6 separate regions of the Mus musculus genome follow, and regions 2, 3, 4, 5 and 6 are each linked to region 1. A link is a contact called in public ChIA-PET, Hi-C, HiChIP or PLAC-seq and promoter capture Hi-C data. All regions are on one chromosome and are shown on one strand. Each heading gives the region's core, a stretch centred on a gene start, on an enhancer-like site or on the middle of the called end of the contact. The rest is flanking DNA. Distances are from core to core; before and after follow the strand shown.

The links. Promoter capture Hi-C pulls out the DNA fragments that hold promoters and counts their contacts. A called contact is a pair of places that touch in the nucleus more often than the background predicts. ChIA-PET counts read pairs in DNA pulled down with a chosen protein or histone mark. HiChIP or PLAC-seq counts read pairs in DNA pulled down with a chosen protein or histone mark.
Region 2: an RNA polymerase II ChIA-PET map of memory CD8 T cells shows a contact between it and region 1, with 10 read pairs. The contact joins the promoter of Kansl2 here to the promoter of Tmbim6 in region 1. A contact is called at or near these places in 1 of 484 Hi-C or Micro-C datasets (CD4 T cells) and 1 of 115 datasets of contacts at active chromatin or transcription factors (memory CD8 T cells).
Region 3: a contact with region 1 is called in a Hi-C map of erythroblasts, with 5 times the contacts expected there. The contact joins the promoter of Atf1 here to the promoter of Tmbim6 in region 1. A contact is called at or near these places in 1 of 484 Hi-C or Micro-C datasets (erythroblasts) and 1 of 115 datasets of contacts at active chromatin or transcription factors (memory CD8 T cells).
Region 4: an H3K27ac HiChIP or PLAC-seq map of extraembryonic endoderm stem cells shows a contact between it and region 1, with 3 times the contacts expected there. The contact joins the promoter of B130046B21Rik here to the promoter of Tmbim6 in region 1. A contact is called at or near these places in 1 of 39 promoter capture datasets (pre-B cells) and 1 of 115 datasets of contacts at active chromatin or transcription factors (extraembryonic endoderm stem cells).
Region 5: a promoter capture Hi-C map of neural stem cells shows a contact between it and region 1. The contact joins the promoter of Kmt2d here to the promoter of Tmbim6 in region 1. A contact is called at or near these places in 6 of 39 promoter capture datasets (hippocampal neurons, liver, maxillary cranial neural crest and 2 more), 2 of 484 Hi-C or Micro-C datasets (CD8 T cells and erythroblasts), 6 of 115 datasets of contacts at active chromatin or transcription factors (bone marrow-derived macrophages, embryonic stem cells, extraembryonic endoderm stem cells and 2 more) and 1 of 9 other capture datasets (liver).
Region 6: a FOXA1 HiChIP or PLAC-seq map of pancreatic cancer cells shows a contact between it and region 1. The contact joins the promoter of 1700121M21Rik here to the promoter of Tmbim6 in region 1. A contact is called at or near these places in 4 of 39 promoter capture datasets (the 3T3-L1 cell line, hippocampal neurons and liver) and 3 of 115 datasets of contacts at active chromatin or transcription factors (embryonic forebrain, embryonic stem cells and pancreatic cancer cells).

Annotation. Positions count from the first base shown.
Region 1 is chr15:99,391,157-99,394,844 of GRCm38.p6, reverse strand. It overlaps Tmbim6 (transmembrane BAX inhibitor motif containing 6), which reads right to left and starts at 1,898. Exons shown (of 10, transcript NM_026669.4): 1 at 1,805-1,898.
Region 2 is chr15:98,532,417-98,536,551 of GRCm38.p6, reverse strand. Kansl2 (KAT8 regulatory NSL complex subunit 2) reads left to right here and starts at 2,283. Exons shown (of 10, transcript NM_133714.5): 1 at 2,283-2,650; 2 at 2,776-3,034. The coding sequence starts at 2,784.
Region 3 is chr15:100,226,590-100,230,251 of GRCm38.p6, reverse strand. Atf1 (activating transcription factor 1) reads right to left here and starts at 2,393. Exons shown (of 7, transcript NM_007497.3): 1 at 2,170-2,393.
Region 4 is chr15:98,804,128-98,807,978 of GRCm38.p6, reverse strand. B130046B21Rik (a long non-coding RNA gene) reads right to left here and starts at 1,664. Exons shown (of 3, transcript XR_003951472.1): 1 at 755-1,664. It overlaps Ddn (dendrin), which reads left to right and starts at 54. Exons shown (of 2, transcript NM_001013741.1): 1 at 54-374; 2 at 779-3,851. The coding sequence starts at 166. The coding sequence ends at 2,702.
Region 5 is chr15:98,869,457-98,873,370 of GRCm38.p6, reverse strand. Kmt2d (lysine (K)-specific methyltransferase 2D) reads left to right here and starts at 2,166. Exons shown (of 55, transcript NM_001033276.3): 1 at 2,166-2,357.
Region 6 is chr15:99,913,153-99,916,930 of GRCm38.p6, reverse strand. It overlaps 1700121M21Rik (a long non-coding RNA gene), which reads right to left and starts at 1,967. Exons shown (of 3, transcript XR_875663.3): 1 at 1,892-1,967; 2 at 321-411. It also overlaps the pseudogene Gm20564.

The DNA.
Region 1 (3,688 bases), core at 649-3,148:
ATAACTGTGAGAAAATAGTTTTATTCAATCTCACTCCTCTCTTTAACTCTAACATATGATTAATACCAGTTCTACTGACAATAACAAACACGTAGATGGCTCCACTGCAGGGTGCTAACCCGACAGTAGTACTGATCTGACCAACATCACAAAGTTAAAGCGGGGGGGGGGGGGGGGGGGGGGGGGGGGGGGGCCAGAACCGAACCAGCTTCAGGTCTCCTGACCTTTCCATTTCACCCACAACAGGAAAACACACTTTCAATAAGGCAGTTCCCTAACTCCGCAGCACATATGTCGGTTCCTCCCACAATGTATTTTTTAGCATTTCTACCAAGACCACGAATTTTATCTGTAACAAGGAGGAAAAACTGGAAAGGCTAAGTATCCGAATTAATGTCTCCCCTTCCTAGTCGTTAGGAAAGCAGGGCTTCATTCAGATGGACAGAGGGAGAGCAGGACCCAGGGGCGCAACCTGATTTCCCCATGATGAATAATGGAAGTGGAAAAGTGGATCTAAGTTACAGGCTGTGTTTCTCAAGGACTCCAGACACTCTCTACTAGGGGAAAACTGAGGGGAATCTAAATGTCCACTTGTTCAAGTCAAAGCAGAAAACAAATTAGACAATAAAGAAACACCAAAGAAAATAAATGTAGCAACTACTGACTTAAGTGTGTTAGCAGAAGGCATGAAAACGTGATTGGGCAATTCAGGGACTTCCTGAATCATACCTCTCTCTTAAGATACCCATACAGCCACAAGGTAAACCACATACAAATATTAATAAGTAACTACAAAGTCTGGCATTGACCTTCAGCCTTCAAATTCCTGTCTGTGTTTCAGGCAGTCAGCTCGTCCGAAGTGTTACACATTCACAGGTAGTTTGTGTAACTGGAGAGTCTCAAGTTCAAAGTGGTTTTGTTGTTTGGCCAACACAAGCCTGGTTGGACAGGCAAAGCAACCTGGCCTGGCACCAGACAACTTGTTTTTGTTTTTGTTGTTTAAAAAAAAAGAAAAGGAAAGAAACGAAGGCAGGCAAGCCAAAGCCTACTTATCAGTCAGTCCAAGAAAAACAGTACCCATCGCCGCCCTTCCGGGGCAGACTCTGGAACTCACCCAGGGTTCAGGACGAAGCAATCAAGGCCACCTCACCTGTCCAGAGGCAACCAATCAGATCAGAGTGGGGCTGCTCCGTGGGCCTGGGGAGCCAGGCTAAGCCCGGGGCTTCTCACCTCGGCCTCTACCATTGGCTTCTAAGTAACTAAGGAATCTCGAGTGTCATAAAGAAGTGTGACATCACCTGGCCCGCCGTGACAGGGCAGCCTTATAACCAGGCCTACCTCAAGTCCCCAACCCCGACGGCTCACCCAGGCGAGGCAGAGGAACCCGAGAAGGAACAGCCGAGAGGCGATCGCAGGGTGGGGCGGGGTGACCACAACGACACAGCTTTCTCTTTCGTTTACCTCAAAGTCAGGGGTGGGGGACCCGTCCCGAATTCAAGCCCTGAACTCGGCTGAGGGTGGAAGGGACGCAAGCGAGGGTCGCTAAGAGGCCTGCCTTCGCCACAGACACAGGTCCAACTGCCCGGGAGACCCCGCAGACTCGCCCCCGCCGGCGCTGCTGCGCATGCGCGGCATTAGTTCCTCCGCGTCCCTCCCCGCCCAGCTTTCCTTCGATCTCGACGCAGAACAGGCCGGGTTGCCTAAGGAGCTGATCCGTCCGAAAACGGAAGCTACTACCCTCTCCCGCGCTTGCTCCCTCCCTATCCCTCACTCCGGGTTTGCCCGATCCTAGTTTCGCACGTACCTTCTCAGCCCACCTCTCCGGAGCTTCCCTGCTCTGCTAAAACCGGATGTGCTCTGAGTCTCCGGGGGTTGGCGCTGGAAGTCTACCCACACCCGCCCCCTAGGGAAACCCCGCCCTCAGACCTGCCCAGGCGAGTTCTCATTGGCCCCCGGCTGCACTGCTCCTGTCCGTTATCTGCACGTTCATAAACAGCAGCCGCTTTCGTCAGAGTCATTGGCTAATACCCCTGTCAATCAAGACTGTAGCCACCAACCCGCACCTTAGCAATAGGCCTCCGCCTTCTTCCCCCTACATAGGAAGGATGGACGTCGGGCTTCAGACCCATGGAGTAGGAAAAGTGAAATGGGGCGTGTCAGGCTTAGACCGTTGTCATGTGAGACCACCCACCCATGACACTAAAATGTCCCAAGATGCTGGTTTTAAGCCTCTCATGGGATGGTAATGAAGGAAAGCGAGGCAGCTCTCCCTGGGATCTCTGTTTTGTTTTTTGAGACAGGGTTTCTCTGTCCTGGCCTTCCTGGAACTCACTCTGTAGACCAGTCTCTTAAGTGCTGGGATTAAAGACATACGCCACCGACACCCGGCTTTCTCGAGACCTTTTAACATTGAATATAATGGCGCTTACGCTTCAGAGCACCTTTGAAGGGCCAGCCATTCTACAGGGACCCAGGGACCCCAGCCTGGAGGGTCTGAGGCTACCCGGTAGCTCAGGAGCCCCAAGCAAACTGGCTACAGAGACCACAACCACCTGCATGGAAGTGAGTGGTTTTTGGTAGTTACCCAAGGCCCTGCAAGTCAGGTGTAACGGCCTCAAAGACCTGGTCTTGCAATCCTAACCAGCTCTTTAGAGACCTGGCCAAGGGCGGTCAAAGAGCAGGTGGTTCCCTGGCTCGCCACGTCCCTTAGGGCGTGTTCCCTAGTTGGAGCATAACCTAGTTGGAAGGAGCTGTGAAGCTAATTTTAAAAGAGAGAAAAAAACCAAAAACCAGGAGCCTTTATTTTCTTATTTTTATTTTTTGTGGCCTATGCTTTTAAAAATCAATTTCACAACTCATTAGTACTGTCTGAAATCACAAGTATAGAATGGGTTCCAGCTGGATCCTGGGTAGTTGAGGGCTGCATGCTGAATTAGGGCCCTGAAGGACTCCAGAGTGAGGCAGCCTGAGGAGTGTGTAGAGGAAAGGTGGAAGACCATCTGAGCCTCTCAGTTCTGCTTCCAGCAAAGCCCTTAGGGCTGACCATGGTTTGGGCCAAGGTAACTTTTACCTACTACACACTCAGGAGGTAGAGGCGAGCAGATCGCTGGTCTGAGAGCAGCCTGGTCTATAGAACGAGTTCCAGAACAGCCAGAAATACCCAGAGAAAGCACGGAGAAACGGGGTTGGGGGTTGGGCAGATCAGAGACAGAGACACTAGAGACAGAGAGGAGGAGGAGGGGATCGAATGGGAGGAGGTGGAGGTGGAGGTGGAGGTGGAGATGGAGATGGGGGGGGGGGGGACCAAGTAAGCCTGCACTCTGGAGGTGGAGGCTAGAGGATCTGAAGTTTCTGGACAGTCTGAACTAAGGACATCGTTTTTGATTAGTTTTTCCCAACTGGGAACTCTTGCACAGGTTATGCTCCAACTGGGGAACTAAGGGAGGTGGGGAGTGGGGAACCACCTTATGTAAGTTAAAATTAACACGTTTTAAAAAACCTGCCAGGTATTGGCATAGGCCCTTAAACCCAGTATTTAGGAGAGGGAGGGAGGCAGGTCTCTGAGTATGAGGCCCTTTTGGTCTGTATGGTGTGAGGCTCTGTCTCAAAAAAAAAAAAAAAAAAAAAAAAAAAAAAAACCGTAAGAGAAAATGAAATAAAAGGGAAAAGAGATGGTTCAGCAGTTGAA
Region 2 (4,135 bases), core at 1,034-3,533, 860 kb after region 1:
GAGGACACTAGAAATCTAATGACATCTGGTCTCCATAGTGACAAGCAAAGGCAAGCTCACCTGTGAGTGTGCCCACACATACACACAAGTTGCTGGACAGGGTAGCTCCTGCTTATAATTCCAGCAGTTGGAAGCTGAGGCAGAAGGATTACCATGACTTTGAGGCCAGTCTGGGGGCATCTCTCTGGACAGGGAAGAGATTCAATGTGTTAGATATTACACAATAGTCTTATAAGACAGAGCCTAGAGGCTTCATTTGAATTAACAAAGTGAAAAAGTCACCTGTAAGCTTGAGTGTCAGTTTGCTGTGGAGAGATTCCTAACCAGACAAAATTCAAGAGAGTAGAGATCTGGGACTGACAACACACTTGCTGGAGTTGGCAGTCTAGCTCGGCTGACCAGCAGGCTTCAGGATCCACCTGTCTCCAGCTTCCCTCCACCCAGCACTAAAGAAGCTGAGGCAGAGCCAGGCCGTGGTGGCACACACCTTTGATCCCAGTACTTGGGAGGTAGAGGCAGGCAGATTTCTGGGTTCGAGGCCAGCCTGGTCTACAAAGTGAGTTCCAGGACAGCCAGGGCTATACAGAGAAACCCTGTCTCGGAAAAAAAAAAAAAAAGAAGCTGAGGCAGGAGAGTAGCTATTTGAGGCAAGATGGCTGTATAAGGAGATCATGTCTTAGGCACAGCAATAGGAACAGTAGCTGGTGAACATTTTTCTTATTTTTAAATGGGAGAGTTTACATCATGTACGCATGTACCTGAATTCTTATTGGTGTGAAGAGACACCAAACCACTGTAACTCTTTTTTTTCCCTTGTTTTTTTGAGACAAGGTTTCTCTGTGTAGCCCTGGCTACTCAGAGTCCTGGAACTCACTCTGTAGACCAGGCTGGCCTCGAACTCAGAAATCTGCCTGCCTCTGCCTCCCGAGTGCTGGGATTAAAGGCATGTGCGCCACCATGCCGGGCACAAATAAGTTTTTAAAAATGGTGCACTCCAGGTTCAGTGAGACAAGTCCAGATCCTGTCTTTGACCACAGAGACCCCCTTGCCTCTCTCCACAGTGTTCAGATTACTGGTGTGTGCTACCTACCGTAACCGTACCTGGTGGCTTTTTCATCTTTTGTTTTTGAGACACGGTTTCTCTGTGCAGCCCTGGCTGTCCTGGAACTGGCTTTGTAAACCAAGTTAGCCTCGAACTCGGAGATCTGCCTGCTTCTACTCTTCCCCCCCCCCCCCCCCCCCCCAGTGCTGGGGTTAAAGGAGTCTGCCACCACTACCAAGTGGGAGATACTCTCTTAAGAGAATAAGTTGGGAGGCAGAGGCAGGCGGATTTCTGAGTTCGAGGCCAGCCAGGGCTGCACAGAGAAACCCTGTCTCCAAAGGGGGGCGGGGGGGGGGGGAGAAGAAGAAGAGAATAAGGCAGAGAGCCATCGGATTTCTATAGGTGTGGTTGGAATCTTTAAAGAATCGTGAAAACGGAATAGCCTGTTTCTATAATACACTATTCGGCAGGGCGTTGAGAAGCATGCGCTATGCCAGAAGTCATTTTGATTTTCCATCACTTTATCTGTAAATAATGTCTACCTAAAAAATAATGTCTACCTCTTAGGGCTGCTCTACAAAAATTAATTAGTACATATATATGATTCATGAGATAGAAAGAGTTCGAGTGTTTACATGAAATGACCAAGAAAAAAAAATTAAATGAACTGGTTGGTCACCATAGAAAACTAATAAAACCTTTTCATGTGTAAACAGAAAACACGGTCAGCCACCGTCCACTTTTTTTCTTTTCTTTTTTTTAAGATTTATTCATATGAGTACACTGTCCCTGTCTTCTGACACTGCAGAAGAGGGCATCGGATCCCGTTAGAGTTGGTTGTGAGCCACCATGTGGTTGCTGGGAATTGAACTCAGGATCTCTAGAAGAGCAGTCGGTGCCATTTCTCCAGCCACCCCAATGTCTACTCTTCTGCTGTGTAGGGACGGTAAAGAAGTAGCTGCCCGAGAAGACTGGAGACTACTGCCACCAGAAGACGAACCCTTCAGATGGAAAAATATCCGAATCCGGCGACTGGCGGTGGCCCGCCTTTCCGACGGCCCACTCACCGGCCGAGTTTCTGACAGACACTTCACTTCAGCCACTCCCGTTGTGGAGTCTCTCACTGTCCCGCCCTCCACAGGCTAGTGTTAGTTCTGACCAATAGGAGCACAGCACCCTCAGCGCAGCAACCAATCAGCGTCTAGGGTCGCGTTCCGAGCAGGCGGAGCAGCCAGAGGGCAAGCTGCGCGGTGCCGCGCGGTGGGGGAGGTAAGATGGCGCCGTGCCGGGCGCTTCTCCTTTGCTGTTAGGCGCTGCTCGCCTTCTCTGTCAGCTCAGCGCGGCACGTCGTCTCCTGCAGCGTTGGAGCCTCTCTGGTTGCTAGGCTTTCGGGGAGCCAGGTTCTCCGGTGCCGGGAGCCGTGGGACAAGATGGCGCTTGTAGGACGACGGCCAAGGCGCTCGGGTCGGGGCTGTGAGCGCTGAGGCGGCCAGGGACAAAGGCGGCGAGCCGGGGCGTGGGGGCGGGGCGTGCCGCGCCGTTGCAGTGGTGCCGCGTGGGACAGGCGCCGCGCTTCCGGTCTGCTGCTGCGGAGATTCGGCCAACGTGGTAGGGGCCCGGGCGGCGGGCGGGTCGGTGACGGGAGGCTGGAGGGCGGCCGCGGGAGCACGCAACCAGGACTCGTGGCCGGGCTAAGGCCGTTTCGATCTGTCGTGTGACCGCCCTCCCCGCAGGTTTTGGCATGAACAGGATTCGGATTCACGTCTTGCCAACGAATCGGGGGAGGATCACCCCAGTGCCCAGGTCGCAGGAGCCCCTTTCCTGTTCGTTCACTCACCGCCCGTGCTCTCAGCCGCGGCTGGAGGGGCAGGAGTTCTGCATTAAGCACATTCTTGAAGACAAGAATGCACCCTTCAAACAATGTAGTTACGTCTCGACGAAGAATGGAAAAAGGTGCCCCAGTGCTGCCCCAAAGCCCGAGAAGAAAGATGGGTACGTGGAGAGGCGTGGGTTATATGGGTGCCTTCGGGCTCCGAGAGTCGTTCTTACTTTTCAATGCACGCCAAGCACAGGTTGTATCACCGAGCCTGCTTCAACGCCCAAACCTCCTACCGTTAGACTTTTATTACATTTCGAAGCATTTATTTCCCGTTGGTAGTTTGTTTTGTGTGGTTAGGGACACGTGGGGAGGTCAGAGGCCAATTTGCTGGAGTCGGTTTTAGTACCTCCTGGTACGGAAGGACAGACAGAAGGTTAAGCTAGGCTTGCAGAGTCACAGACTCCCCCACCCCCGGCTCCTCTTTTGAGACAGTCTCGCCCTTGCTTGGAACAGTTTTGGCAACCCTTTATGGTTTTTTAAAGAACTTTCATGTGTATGGGTGTTTGCCTGCATGTGTGTTGGTGTACCACGTTCATGCTTGAGGGGAGGGCGTTGGGTCTCCTGGAACTGGAGTGGGAGAATGTTGGTGCCACATGCTTGTCCCCTGCCTTCAGTTTTAAAGTGCAAAGGGGAACATGATGTGTAGAGTTGGTCGTATCTGCGGAGTTTTAGGTCGTGTGTTTGTAAAAAAGGTATTAAGGATATTCACTCTTTGGGAGGCAGGTCAAAACACTCAAATGCTCAGAGGTGATGATGCTGGCAGCAGTGGTGCAGGCCTTTAATCCTGGCACTTGGGAGTTCAGGCCAGCCTAGTAAAAGCATTGAATTCCAGAATTGCCAGGGCTAAACAGAACCCTGTCTCAACCCTCCCACCCCACCCCGCCAATAATGAGAACTGGAAGGCCATTTGAGGGAGAGATATTTAGTTAATCGCTTGCTGGAAAAATTAAGGTTTTGAGTTCTGATTATGGTCAGACTGATTTTAACCCTTAATTCTCCTGCCTCGGCTTCTGGAGTTCTGGGATTGCAGCTCTAAAGTCTTCTTCCTTAAACATCTATTATGAGGATTCACGTGCTGCCACACACACGTGGTCGGAGGGTAGCTTTCTGCTGTGTGGGGGGTGATGGAACTCAGGTGGTCTGTCTGGCCTTGGTGGTAGGCCCTTCTGTTTGCTGAGTCACTGAATTGGCACTCTAAGTTAATTCTTCATGCT
Region 3 (3,662 bases), core at 1,144-3,643, 830 kb before region 1:
GAAGAGCAGCCAGTCTCCCCATTCCTAAAATTTTAAATCTGGCTGAGGTTTTTGTTTTGTTTTTTAGACAGGATTTTAAAGCCCAGGCTGCCTCTGCCTCCTGAGTGCTAAGAAAAAGGCCATAGGTATGTCCTACCATGCTTGACTGAAGTCTGCTTTTCTTTTTTTTAAAGATTTTAATTATTATTACAAATTAAGTACACTGTAGCTGTCTTCAGACACACCAGATGAGGGCATCAGATGTCATCAAGAATGGTTGTGAGCCACCATATGGCCACCAGAACCTGAACTCAGGACCTTTGGAAGAGCAGTCAGTACTCTTACCCACTGAGCATCTTGCCAGCCCTAAAGTCTGCTTTTCAAAATGACACCTTTTTAAACAAAATACACTATCTGAGTACATTTTCTATAAAAACAATTAAGTTCCAAGTAGCAGCTATCATAATATGATGCACAGTTGGGCAGAATCAGGAAGGCAATGAAATGCAGTCCAAATGCATCACCAACAAGATGCTGGAAACGGAGAAGTCCGCAGGCTATGGATGGCTGTCACACACAAGGCAAGGCACTGCCCTCCTAGGACAGGGTCTTCTATAGCCCAGATTGGCCTCAAAACCTGATACATAGCAGAGGGTGACCTTTCTTGAACTTGACTCTCCAGACATCCCCGCTTGCCTCAATTAAGCAGAACCTGCCAACACACCCAGGTCCTCTACAGAGCAGGCTACATCCCTAGCCCAAGGCAAGGTGCTTTTAATAAATCCTACAAAGAAAGCGACTTTCTACGTGAAATATCAAGAGAAGAGATTTGTTTTTGTGGTGATGAGACCTAAAGAAACTGTATTTACTTCAGATCTCACATTAGGATGCAAAAACCCAGAAGCTAGGCTGTGTCCACCACCATTCCTGGCCCAGCAATACCTCTTACTGCCATTCCTTACTGTACCAAGTCCTGTGGTTTTCTTTCCTTCCTGGGTGAGGGGTAGGAGGTTGGTTTGGTCTTTAGAGCCTCTGCCGCCTGAGCTGGGGTTAAAGGCTTGTGCCACTACGCCTGGATCAGGTCCTATTTTAATACATTTGTCTTGCCTGGCTCGTTATCTCTGAATTACTTAACAGCTATGTTTACTAGCCTGCCTGTTTCTCCCAGCTTTAAGCTCTCTAAAGGCAGTGCCTGTCTGCAGTAAAGTGTGCTCAGTGACCAGCAGACTGTCACGAGTGAACAGTAAATATCAATAAATATCAAGTACAGAGACTTCTCAGCTGGTGAGTGAGGAAAAGGCGTCTTAGCTTCCTTCCTTGAAAAAGATGTTGAAGGTCTGGAGAAATGGCTCAACAGTTAAGAGCACTGACTGCTCTTCCAGAGGTCTGAGTTCAATTCCCAGCAACCACATGGTGGCTCACAACCATCTGTAATGAGATCTGACTCCCTCTTCTGGAGTGTCTGAAGACAGCTACAGTGTACTCATATAAGAAAAACAAAAAAACAAACAAAAAATCCTAACATAAGCCGTGTTCGAAGCCAACCTGGACTATGTATGTATGTATGTATGTATGTATGTGTGTGTGTATGTATATATAAATTTATTTAAGGCCAGTTTGGTAAGCCCTGTCTCAGGCAAAACTAAAAACGCTATAATAAACCGGACCCGGCGACCGCGTCTGGAAGTCCTGCACCATGAACTCTTCGCAACAAATCCCGTCTCAAAAAGAAAAGGCGGCTACCGAGACTCTTTTAAGTTTCTATCATAACTTAGGCGGCCAGCGGCGAGACTCCCGGAAGGAGAGGAACGCCGTGCCCCGCCACAGGGCGGGTTGCCTCGGTTTTCCCAGTCATGGAGGCGGGAGCCCAAGGCCGCGGCGTCTGCAGCCTGCCGGAGGCCGCCGCTCGGCTTTTCTTCCCGCCTCCATGCGGCGCGGGCCGAGCCAAGGAGCGCGGGAGGCCCGGGGCGCCTCTCCCAACGCGCCCCGCGGAGGCGAGGGGAGCCTAACGCCCGGGCGCTCGGGACGCGCGCGACCGGAAGCGCGCGGCCGGCCCCACCCCCACCGCGCCCCTCCCCCACCGCCCGCCGAGCCGCGCGCGACCCCCGGCCGGCGCGTGGCCGCCATTGCGTCCCCGCCGGCGCCGCCTTCCCGCCCGGGCCGCCTCGCGCTCCGCCGCGCCCCACTCACCCGCGGGGCCGCCTGGCCGCTGCCCGGGGCAGGAAGCTCCACTCCCCCGTCCCAGGCGGCGCCGACTTTACTCCTCACTTGCCAGCCGCGCACCGCAGCGAGGTGGCGCGCGTCCCAGGGGTCGGCGGGGTGCGGGAGGAGAGCGTAACTCGAGAGCCAACCGTCGCGGCTACCGTTTCCCGGCCGCGAGGGGCGTCGCAGGCGGCATGATCCGCACAGGCCGGGGGCCGGGGCTGGGGGGGGGGGGGGGGGCGGCCGAGGAGTGCGCGGGAGCGTGGGGAGGGGCGTGGCCTGCGCGCCGGCGTGCTGCGTCACCGCGTGGTCACGTGAGCGCCGCCATCTTGGCGAGCTCGGGAGCGCGCGGGCCGCCACGGGGACGCTGGGGGAGCTCCGGGGATCTTGGGGCAATGGCGCGGGGTCCTGACCTCCCTCTCTCGCGGGCGGGACAGCTGACCCTCGGCTACCTGCTCTGTTTAAGTAACTGTAAAACCTTGCGCTGCCATCTTAGTGCTTCGGAAAGGACTTAGCATGTCCTTGTGGGGAGTTGACCTTCATACAGATGCCTTTATCTCAGCCTTGGCAAGGTTCTGCTAGGGCATCATAGCGGTTTGCTCGCTCGCTTGCTTGTTTTTAGCATGCCCTCTACAAAGTGCATTATCAAATGTTTTGAGAAGTTGTATTTGACACCTTCCCTCCTAATAACTGGGTGAGTGAAGACTTTGGTTTTGAGCCTTCAGAACATACGATGTGATGTAAAACTGAAGCGTTTAGAAGGGCTTATTAGACTCCAGGCACCGTGATTCAGCAAATATTGCCCAATAAAGCTAAGGCCGATGACTACCTTTAAATAGAAGTACTCGGGTTTTGACTGATTAGGCTAGTTACCCAACCTCTCTGGAGTCGCTATCAAATTTATGGAAATTGCCAGGCGTGGTCAGCTGTGCCTCTGACCCCAGCACTTTGGGTTGGCAGGCACAGTGCTATCTCTTATCTTCATAGAAAGTTCCAGGCCCGGCAAGGCTATACAAAGAAAGCCTGTCTTAAAAAACTATGGAAAGTACAACACTAAGTCAGAGTCTCAACATTATGGAAAGTGACCTACAAAGTAAGGTCGGGGGAAAGCTTGCAGATACCAGCCTGGCCTGAACAACAGGCCAGCAGCAGTCATTCCATCACCCATAGTGTTTTTAAAAGGGGTCCTTTTTTTGAGATTATATTATCATTTCTCTCTTTTCCTCCCTCCAAACCTTTATTTTTTCTTTTAAAGATATATATATGTGTGTGTGTGTGTGTGTGTGTGTGTGTGTACACACATATAAATATATATTTGGTTTTTCAAGACAGGGTTTCTCTGTATAGCCCTGGCTGTCCTGGAACTCACTTTGTAGACCAGGCTGGCCTTCAACTCAGAAATCCGCCTGCCTCTGCCTCCCAAGTGCTGGCATTAAAGGCGTGTGCCACCACGCCCGGCCTATATTTATTTTTTATGTAGC
Region 4 (3,851 bases), core at 415-2,914, 590 kb after region 1:
CTAGCACACACTCACACACGCACAGACAGGCACACACGTGTGCCCGGGTATATATAGTTGCCAGTCCCTGGGCCTGCCGCTCTGCAGTGGGCGCCGGCTCCCTGGGTTGGGAGGGGGCTCACGGGGCGGGTGGGAGGGTGGGGGGCCGGGGTGGGGTGGGGCAGGATGCTGGATGGCCCGTTATTCTCCGAGGGGCCCGACAGCCCCCGGGAGCTCCAGGATGAGGAGTCCGGCAGCTGCCTCTGGGTGCAGAAGTCCAAGCTGTTGGTGATTGAAGTGAAGACTATTTCCTGTCATTATAGTCGTCGCGCTCCTTCTCGACAGTCCATGGACATCCAGGCCAGCTACTGGGCCCGTGGGCCCCAGAGCCGCACGTGAGTGAAGGAGGGGTGAGGGGCAGCAAGTGGTGGGGCGGGAAGTGGGGTCCAGACCTCCCCGCTGGCACCAGCAATTGCTGCTGTTCCCTTCTCTTTCCCGCGCCTCCCTCCCCCCACTCGTCGAGGACTGGGGCCTGAATCATTGAGCGCTGTTTAGGGGGACAGGAGTACTAGTGGCAGGCGGTGAGATGGGGGCAGTCGCTGTTAAAGTGTGCATGGAGAGATGGCGAGGAGTCTCATTTCGACTTTAGCCCTAACATATACGCACGTGCACTCGCTCAGACACTCACACGAACCCTCCCACATGGCTGCCCCAAGTGGTCTCCAGTGCTCCCAGCTCCCCGGACCTCGGCTCTCTGTCCCCGCAAACTGCTCACCTGGGTTCCTGCTCATTGTCCCAGGTGTAGGCTGCGCCCGGGATCCCCTGAGCCGCCACCCCGCCGACCCTGGGCCTCCAGGGTGCTGCAGGAGGCAACCAACTGGCGGGCGGGCCCCCCCGCCGAGGTCCGAGCCCGGGAACAAGAGAAAAGAAAGGCGGCGTCGCAGGAGCGGGAGGCCAAGGAGACCGAGAGAAAAAGGCGCAAGGCTGGCGGGGCCCGACGGAGTCCCCTAGGTCAGCCCCGCCCAGAGCCCCGGAACGCCCTTCGGGCAGCCCAACCTACAGGGTTTCCAGTTTTCTCCAGACCAGAGCGCTTCGGGCAGGTGGGGCGAGCGCCCCGACCATCCGTGCTCCCGCAGGGTGACCCAGGGGTTGCATGGGCGGGGCCATGGGGAGGCAGAAGGCCAGGGCCCCCTAGCTACGAGGCTCACCTGCTGTTGAGAGGCTCTGCAGGCACAGCCCCAAGGCGCCGCTGGGACCGGCCGCCACCCTATGTGGCTCCACCTTCTTATGAAGGTCCCCACAGGACCCTGGGGACTAAGCGAGGCCCGGAGCTCTCCCGGGCGCCCACCTCATCAGCCCCAGTTCCAGCCACCACCAGGACAGAGGGAGGGCGCACGAAGAAGAGGCTGGATCCTCGAATCTACCGGGATGTTCTAGGAGCTTGGGGTCTCAGACAGGGACGGGGACTCTTAGGAGGTGCTCCAGGCTGTACAGCAGCCAGAGCTAGGCCAGAGTCTTGCAAAGGGGCTATAGAGAAAAGCTCAGGCCTAGTTGCTGCTGGCCTGAACAGTGCTGGCGATAGTCATTCCCAAGGCAAAACGACTGGCGGTCCAGGCACGGACGCAGCTCTCTCTAGGTCCGCGATCAGCAGCCCACCTCGTCCTGTTCCCAGGTCCAGGCAGCACCTCAGGGGGTCAAGGAAAGGGAAAGAAGGAAGTGAGCAGATATGGCTTCCCACGTGTTGGCTTGCCTCCCCTAAAAAGCCTCCAGTTAGGCACAGCCAGACGCTCCCTAGACCCTGGGCTCCTGGAGGCACCGGGTGGAAAGAGTCCCTGGGTCAAAGAGAGGGGGCAGAACATGAGACCCTGGAAGTTTGGAAGGTGACCCGCCGTGCCCACACCCTGCCCCGCATTTCCCGAGGTCCCGCTGGTAGAGAAGGCATCTTTGTCATTGACGCCACATGCGTGGTGATAAAGTCCCAGTACGTTCCGACCCCTCGAACCCAGCAGGGTCAGCTCGTGCCCTCTGGGGAGTCGTGCAGTGTGAGCGACAGCCTTAGTCAACCCAAGCCCTGTCACGAGGAGGAGGGCGAGGGGGCCGCTGCCAACCCTTCAGTTTGCCAAAAGCGACTGTTGAGCAGTCGAGTCTTAAACCAACCGAGCGAGGGTCGCGAGTGCGAGGCCGAGGTCGGACAGCAGGGGGATTCTTCATTGGAGGAGCGCTCCTCCAGCGGTTTGGGGTTCCCTGTCGGAGAAGTGAACCCGCGAGACGCCCCCACGCAGCCAGGTAGCCAAGAGCACCCGACCTTAGGCCCAGCGGCTCCGGTATGCGCCGGCAGCTTGAAGGGCTCAGAAGCGGCTGGTGTCCCGCGGCGCGCGGGCGGGGGCTGGGCGCGGACTCCAGGGCCCTACGCCGGGGCGTTGCGAGAAGCCGTGTCCCGCATCCGCCGCCACACCGCCCCAGATTCGGACTCAGACGAAGCGGAGGATCTCAGCGTCCATAGCGGCTCCTCTGATGGAAGCGACACAGACGCCCCAGGCGCCTCCTGGCGGAATGAGAGGACCCTGCCTGCGCTTGGGAACACCCGGCCCAGGGAAGGCGGGAAGACAGCAGGGCTGAGCGACAGTATCCGGGAGATTGTGGATGTCATCAGTCAAACCGAGGAAGGCTTCATCCGAGAGGACACCAGGAAAACGCCACAGGGAAATAGAGAGAGGGAGTGAGCGATGCCCCTCTTTGTTCTCGTGTCGCTCAGCCCATCCACCCTGGGCTCACCTGCTCCTTCTCTCTCTCCAGGCTTCGTTTGCTTCCTTTTCTTCTTTCCCACCTATACCTGTTCCCACACTTGAAACAGAGGAGAGAGGAGGAACCAGGGAAGGTAGCGTCTGCCAACTCAAGGGTTAGTTTCAGGGAAAGTGTGGGTGGGCCATCCACACCTGCTACATTCGGTGTGGAACTGTTCCGACAGAGAAAGAGAAGGGGCAGGGATGGTGCCTGCGATGGGCAGGGCAGGGTCCCTGACAGGAGAGAAAAAGTAATGGAGAGGCCTTGAACCTAGTGACTGAGTGGAGGAGACAGAGGAACTTTGGGCAGAGAAGAAATGAATGCATACACACAACCAGCAACCTGGCGAGAGGGCTCTCTTTGATGTTACAACTCAAGTTTCAATTCCAACTCTGCCACTGACCTAGCTGGTGGACCTCAGAGTAACTATTTTTGCGCCCGGGCATCCCGGACTTCTGTAAATGTAAAATGAGCGCTTTCTGCCTCCCATTCTTTTGTCCCTAGGATTTTGTGAATAAGCGAGTAGAGAGAATCTGAGGGTTCTTACCCACTTCGGTCATCCTCAGTTCGGAAGACTGTCAAGGTCTTCAGATTTAAACGGACAAAGGGCTTCTATTCCAATTTTCCCAGTTTAGGTGAGTGCTCCCACAGCCGAGCAGGATCATGGCCCTCTCACTGCCTCTAGCCTGCTGTGGCCCAAGCTGGAGAGGGAAGGTAGCCAATGAATCAGCTTGGGACACTTTTAGGCCTTCCCCTTCTCCTCCATCTCCGTGTCCTTAGTGACGCTCTGAAGTGTTACCGGGATTTTCCACGCAGACGGTATCGCCCACCGGATAGGACCTTGACAATTTCTGTGTCTCTCCAAGGAAAACAGCCAGGCAAGGAGGAAGGTGGATTTTTCAGCAGACGGTGCGGGGTGTGATACTCGCTGTAGCCACTACGGGGCGCGCGCAGGTCGCGGATTCCCCCGGTTGCTGGTGCTCGAGTGCCCCTACACCAGCACTGCCAGTTATCTGGATCCCTAGTTACCGGCGCCGGTTTCCTGCCTTGACACCTCCAAACCGCGCGCGGGGCCGGGAGCAGGCCTC
Region 5 (3,914 bases), core at 917-3,416, 520 kb after region 1:
CTTAAATCTTTAAAAAAAAAAAAATTACATTCATTTTATCGTGTGTGCTTGTGTGTGGGAGCATCCTGGATCTTTGAAGGTCAGGGAACAACTTAGTTTCAGTTCTCTCTCTCCACTATGTGGGCCAGAGGGATGGAAGTCAGGCCTTAAGGCTTTGCAGTGAGTGCCTTTTACTCTCGGGGGGGGGGGGGGGCATCTTATAGGCCCTTAAAGCTTTTCTTTTCTTTTTTAATCTATGGGAAAATGTCCCCTTTGGTTTGCACTATGGGTTAACTTCTCAGAGTGACTCCTTGGGCGATTTTTTTCTTGTGTAGCCTCAGCCTTTTCACTTGTAATATGGAGATAATTCCACAATGTTGGTGAGGAAAGGGGGGGGGGAATATAAAGTATCGAGTACATAGTTAATTTGTCTCAACCTGCTTACTCCATGTATACAGTCTGTGCAGAAAGGTAATTCTAGTCTTCCCTCCTTCCATACTTGGGAGTGCGGGAGCTTGCCAAGGGTCTTATTCAGATTAACAATATTCCAACCAAGTAGCAGAGTATTTAGCTTAGTTTAAGGAAGAAGAAGAAGAAATAAAAGACAGGTTTAGAAGATTTTCGGGAAAATTAAATATGGGGTGGGGACACTCTACATTGATGTTTTGGTCGGGAAGTGGTTGTTTGGGGATCGCGAGGACACCGACAATACTTCTACTCCAAAGGGTCTTGGAGTTAGAAGACCTGAGAGTCGTCCAGCTTTCTTCCGGCCCCCAAACGTGGCAAGAACCCACCCTTTGCAGCGCCAGGCACGGTGCCTCACTTTCTCCATTTGCGGACTCCAGTTCCCAGGATGCAGAGCTGCGGCCAATCTCCAGGCTCTCTTTTCACCCCCCACCCCCCCTTGGCAAAGATTGTCCCCCAGCCAAAGAAAGGAGTTCCAAGGGTCAGTGACTTTAGGGAACAGAATTAAAAAGTGGCCAGAATCCTAGCTTTACCACCCAGAAGGTAAAGGAGGCAGCTCCTGGGCCGTGGCGAAGAAGAGGGGGGCTTTATTCCCACGTGTCTGCCCGGCGGCCAGCCTGGCGCAGTCGGGGTTAATCTGCAGCGGAGGGATCCCGGAGCGTGTGCGTAGAACTGCAGAGTCACAGCCTTTCCTCCAAGAGGGCTGTACCCCTCCGCCGCCCCGCTCCAACACAAAATAGGGCCTCCTCTTCTCCTTTCTCCCCTTCTCGAGTGGGGTTCCCCAGGCAAAAGGGCCCCCTGGATCTCGCGCCGGACGCTCCACGAGTCTCTACGATCGCTGCCCAGCTCCAAGGCGAGGAAAGAGCCTCTTCGCAGGAACCACCCTACCGGCCGAGCAGGAGGCGGAGGGGGGAGGCGGAGCGGCGCCGCGCTGCACTACTTTCCTCTCCGGTTGCAAATGGCTGCCTCGTTCCCCACTTTCCGCTCAGTTTCCTGACCCCCCGGCGCCGGGAGCCGGGGTTGGACCATGCACCTCTAGACCCCCCGCGATCAGTGCCTGCCGGGGGTCTAGGGGGTGCCGCTGACCACAGGCGGCCAGGCCGGGGGCGGGGCAGCTCCCGAGGCCAGAGGGGAAGGGAGGCGAGCGCTGGGCCTGGAGCGGCCGGAGGGGAGCGGGCAGAGGGCTCGCACCGCCCGCCCCTTCCTCTTCCTCGCCCACCAACCCTCCTCCCTTCCCCGGGGGGAGCAGAAGGTGGGGGGCTCGAAGCCGCCGAGGGGGGACGCTCGGGGTCGCGGAGCCCGGCGCTGGGTGTGTGTCAGGTTCGGCCCCGCCGGCTCCGCGTCGCCGTAGCTCGCGCGGCCCCGGGGCGCCGGCCCGGCGGGGAGAGGGGCTCGGCGCGGCTGCGAGGGGCTCACGTTCCATCCGGGCCCGGCGCGCGGCGCGGCGCGGCGCGGCATTCCTTCCGGGCTGCTGGGGAGGCGCCTCGACGTTCCATCTGGAGAGCCTCGACGTTCCGCCCGAGCCCGGCGCGGGCGGCCGGGGCGCTGGCCGGGCCCTAGGACTGAGAGGCCGCCCCGCGACGCGGATGCGGAGCCTGCTCGCCCAAGATCAAAGCCACCGGTGCTCTCTTTGTGTCCGCTCGGGATTCGCCGCCCTGGGGCTGTTCATGGAAACCTAAACTGCTGGAACCTGAGGCAGAGAACCCCTGTTGGATTTTTGCTTTTTTTTTTTTTTTTTTTTTTAAACCCCCGGGGGAAGGGTGACCACTCCGACCTGGATTTACCGTTCTTGGTCTCCCTAAGCCCCCCCGAGTGGGGGGCGGCTGTGCTCGCTCTGGCGGTTGGAGGTCGGGGAGCGGCCCGGGCTCTGGCCATGTTCTCGGATGAGGATTTCTGGATCGCCCTGTGAAGAGGTGAGTGAAGTCCGCCCGGCCTGGGCCCAGAAAGGGTTGGACTAGGGGCACAGCCAGATGGACTATCTTGGCCGGTGGCTGGCCTTTAGGTTGGAGAAAGGGGTGCCAGAGCTGGGGAGGGTTCCTTTGGCAGGGTCTGTCAAGGGAATCTGAGCCAGTTGCCACGGCAGAACCGAGGCCTGGTTTCTTGGGGTGTGCCTCTTTAAAGATTGGGGGTTCAGGGAACTACAGGAGTTTGGGAACATGTCCAGATAGCCTCTCTGCCTGTTTATTTTTGTGTTGAGGGAGTTCGACCAAACTAGGACCCAGGCCCTGATGCCAACACCAATCCCAGGCTGTTGTCCCCCACCCCCACCCCCAGGGTTCCTTGGGACAGAGCAACTTGGTGGGGGGATGCCACTGCCAGGTCCCACATACTGCCAGATTGGACTTTAATGTTGTTCCTACCTACCTGGGCACCCAAAACAATCCGTGGGAAACTCAAGGAGCCCTGAGTCCTTCACCCGGGAGGTGGGGGGGGGGGGGGAGGGTGGGTGGAAACTGGTGCGATGAAGAGGGGAGCTGGGGCATGAAGGAGGTGGGGCTGGGGCAGCTCTGCCCCTGCTGTTCAACTTAACTACTCTGCCTGGCAAAGTGACCCCAGCAAGGCCTAGTGGTGTCTTAGCCTGCTTCGTTTCCCCTCCTCTTGGGATGGACATAATCTCCGGGGGATTATAGAGGAGGCCGTTGAGATCTGTTCTCTACGAATGTGGGCTGCAAAAAAATGGCTTTTGTCTCTTGCTTTCTCTGGGCCTAGTGTAGAGTTAGCTGCCCATGAGTCCCTGGCCAATCCTGAAAGCCCCCGCCAGATCTCTACAATGCTTTTCTGGCTACGGAATGGTAAATAGTTCTCAGGTGCTGCCCCGGCTCTGCAGAGTAGGCTAGCTTGTGCCTCTTTGATGGAGAAATGACTTTATTTGTGCTCTTTTCTGCTGGAAGCCAGTGTTTCCAGCCCTGGTAGGAGGTGCTGGGGAGAAGGGGTGTGTATCTACAGCAGGAAGGGTGCAGCATGAGCCTCCCGCCTCAGCCTCTGGGCCCCGGGCTGGGGACAGCCTCTCTCACACCTGTCATGTTGCCCAGCAGGGATTTGGCTAGTGCATTTTGCGCCCTCATTCCACCCCCTCCAAAATACATTTGCTAGGTCTCCTTGAGTATTGTCTCAGAAAGGGGAAAGCAGGGGGTTTGCCCTTGAAAGCTTTCTGAGAGTTGGCATAGGGGTGCGGGGTAAAGTGAGCTGTCATCTATGGTCTCTGCCTCTCTTGTCTGCTCTTAGATAGCATCCTTAGGTGAGACTGTACCTTGTTAGCTCTGGCTGATCCCCTAGGCTACCCAGGGACAATGTGTTACCATTTGGATCCTTCCTAGAGGGCTGACTGAAAATGGGGGAGGAGAGAGGTGTGGTTTGATTCTCTAGCTGGGAACCAGGAAGTCCTGAGTCCCACTGAAGAGCTGTTCACTCAAGGGCTCCAGCCTTTCACCCCTCCAAGCCTCCATTTCCTCCCTTGCAGAGAAAATGGA
Region 6 (3,778 bases), core at 718-3,217, 520 kb before region 1:
TGAGTTTCAAGATCACTGAGAGACGTTGACTCAAAAATAAGATAAAGAGTGACCTCTCTCTGGTCTTCACATAGGAGCACACAGGTGTGTCTCTATAACACACTCACCCCCCCCCCACACACACACACACACACACAGACGGTTCAGCAGAACCAAGGTGGCAAAGAGTAAAGCCAGGCTTCATACATGGGACTACATCTGAGGAGAATTCTGAGCTGAACCCCTTTCTATTTACTACATTTGCAAAACAAATACATGGTTAGGAACGGAGTCAAGGGTAAGTCTCTCACTGAAAGGCAATGAGGTTCTTCAAAGCTGACCTCTAGCTCATCAGGAGTGAGATCCGGGCTTCTGTGCCATCTGTTTCCCATCAAGAGAGCCGATCCACGAGAGAAAATGATCACAGGTTAACTAACAACAACAACAACAAAAGTCAACCAAATGTCAATAAGATAAAACACAACTATATAAACATCCCAAGGAAATAAAGGGAGATAATGGAAATGAATCTGAAGGAAAAACCAAGGGAGAGTGGGTGGTGATGCATCCCATAATCCCTGCCTTGGGAGAGAGGGTGGTGGTGCATCCCATAATCCCTGCCTTGGGAGATAGAAGCAGGAGGGTCCGGAGCTCAAGGCAGGCCTCTTCAGAAAGCTCCTGGTCTCAAAACAACAAAAGAGAATAAACAACACCTGAAGAAAACAAAAATCTGTAAGAAGGGCTGGAGTTACAACTCAGCGGAAGGACGTTTGTTTAGCATAACACTGCACACAAGAAAACAACATATTACCTATATGATATGTTTAAAAGAATAGACCAAGGTGGTGCACACCTTTAATCCCAGCACTTGGGAGGCAGAGGCAGGCAGATTTCTGAGTTCAAGGCCAGCCTGGTCTACAGAGTGAGTTCCAGGACAGCCAGGGCTACACAGAGAAACCCTATCTTGAAAAAAACAAAACAAAAGAATAGATCAAGTTAAAATGAATAGAGGGCTTCTTTTCCAGCCTCTGCCTCAGACCTTACAGCCGTGATGTTGATGCCTGAGAAGAACAGGATTGCCATCTATGAACTCCTTAAGGAAGGCGTGATGGTTGCCGAGAAAGATGTCCACGTGCCCAAACACCCTGAGCTGGCAGACAAGAACATGCATAACCTTCATATAATGAAAGCCATGCAGTCTCAAGTCTCGAGGTTACATGAAGGAGCAGTTTGCCTGGAGACACTTCTTCTGGGACCTTACGAATGAGAGCATCTAGTACCTCTGAGATTACCTACACCTACGTCTGGAAATCATGCCTGCCATCCCATCCTGAGACTGGCAGGCCTCAGCCCAAGGGTCCACAGGGTGAGTGACCTGCAAGATTCCCAAGAGGGGAGGCAGACAGAGATATCTGCAGAAGGAGTGCTGTGCTCCTGTAGCCGACAAGAAAGCTGAGGCTGGGGCTGGCTCAGCAACTGAGTTCCAGTTTAGAGGCTGCTTTGGTGGTGAACATGGCCAGTCACCTCACTGAAGTTAGAGATTGTGTTGTATCGAATAAACCTGGTGGGGGTGGGGGTGGGGGAACGAACCCGAAGGGAGGAAGTAAAATGCAAACCAAAATGGAGACAAAGGTCAAATCAGAACTGACTTTGAGGCCAAAGTTGTTGGGTGGTGAAAGAGAGGTGGTAGATCAAAAACATATTGATACTTACAGTACGCATTATAAAACAAAGTGTCTTGTATACAACAACACACATTATAAAACGCTTTGCCTGTGTCTGCATGAGGTGTGTGCAGGTGGGAGCAGGTGCCCACAGAGGCGGGAGGAGCTGGATCCCCAGAAGCTGGAGGTACAGGAGGATGTGAGCTGCCGGGGTGCTCTAGAAGAGACACACTGACCCACTGACTCACCGCACAGCTGCCCCGAGCCCGTGCACAGCTGGGGCGGTTTCCTTGCTCGAAGTTCTCTCCAGGCTCCTACCCTGCACAAACAAAATAACCTTTCCACAATGTTTCAAATGTTTTTTATTCTTCCTTTGAGTTGCAAGGTCGGTAATTATAACCCCTCCCTTCCTTGCACTCTCAGCTCCTGCACTTCTCCAGGTCTACTTTGGACCACAGCCCAGCTTAAGTACAGTCTTCTCTGTCCCCCTCCAGGCCTGAGAGTTGAACACTCTGACCCCCTCCAGGCCTGCACCCTGAGAGCTGAGCACAGCCTCGGGGAAACACCGGAACTTGGCTGTTGGTCTCAGTTTAAATAATCTAATGCCCAGAGGCCCCAGAAAACTACCTGGCAGACACACTCTTATTTCTCTCATACATTCACTTTGGCTTTAAGTTTTACTATTTTATATTTTTTTCAAAACACCTTTATGTTCTCACCTGTTCCCCAGCATCTCTAAGACCGTCGCCATCTTCTCCTGATTAACTGGCTCCTTATTGCACTAAAGACAAACTTTTCTTTTGCTTATTTAATGTGTGTGTGTGTGTGTGTGTGTGTGATATGTAGGTGTTCATGTGGTTATGTGCACAAGTGTGTTCATGTGTGTGTATGTAGAGGGCAGGGTTGATATGGGGTTGTACTGGCTAGTTTTGTGTCAACTTGACACAGCTGGAGTTATCACAGAGAAAGGAGCTTCAGTTGAGGAAATGCCTCCATGAGATCCAACTGTAAGGCATTTTCTCAATTAGTGATCAAGGGGGAAAGGCCCCTTGTGGTGGGACCATCTCTGGGCTGGCAGTCTTGGGTTCTATAAGAGAGCAGGCTGAGCAAGCCAGTAAAGAACATCCCTCCATGGCCTCTACATCAGTTCCTGCACCCTGACCTGCTTGAGTTCCAGTCCTGACTTCTTCAGTGATGAACAGCAATGTGGAAATGTAAGCCGAATAAACCCTTTCCTCCATAACTTGTTTCTTGGTCATGATGTCTGTGCAGGAACAGAAACCCTAAGACAGGGGTGTTTTCCTTAGTCCCGCTCCATGTTACTTTTTGAGACAGGCTCTCTCACTAAAGCTGGAGACCACTGATCCAGTGAGACTGGTTGACCAGTGAGCTCCAGGGAATCTTGTGTGTCTGCCTCCCAGGTGCTGTGATTCCAGACTGGTGTGGCACACCCAGCTTTCACATGGGTCCCGGGGAGATGAATGAGGTTCTTCCATGGTAAGAACTTTCCCTACAAAGCCAACTCCCCAGACCACTAATTTATTTAAAGATTTGAATATGTGCAGGCATTTCTGTCTGCACGCAGGTATGTCATGTGACTGAGGTATTGGAGGGAGCCAAGCTTTGGATCCTTTTGGGCCTGGAGTTAGAGGTGTTTGTGAGCCACCAGATGTGGGTGCTGGGAACTGAACGCAGGTCCTCTGGAGAGCAGCAAATGTTCTTAACTGCTGGACCATCTCTCCAGCTCCCACACAACCTTATTGATTTAAAGATCCAGGCTCATGTAGTCCAGGCTGGCCTCAAGCTTTCCGTGTAGCTTAGGTTGGCCTTTAACTCCTGATTTGACTGTTCTACCTCCTAAGTGCTGGGATCATAGGCATAGACCACCATGCTGACATTCACCTGACACTCTCATCTGGCCTTTGCAGTCACACACACACACACACACACTCTTGGGAGTCAGTTGCTTATGGGGAGTAGCCATGTGGCTTCTTCATTAAGTCCTTAATTTAGAAAAGGGAGAGTTTTAGATTTCTTTTGGATCTCGCCAAAGCCTGGACCTGCTTTGCAGGAGACTCTGGGCTTCCTCTCGCTGTGTCTGCCCCCTCCTCAGAGGGGCTGCTTACAAATCACAT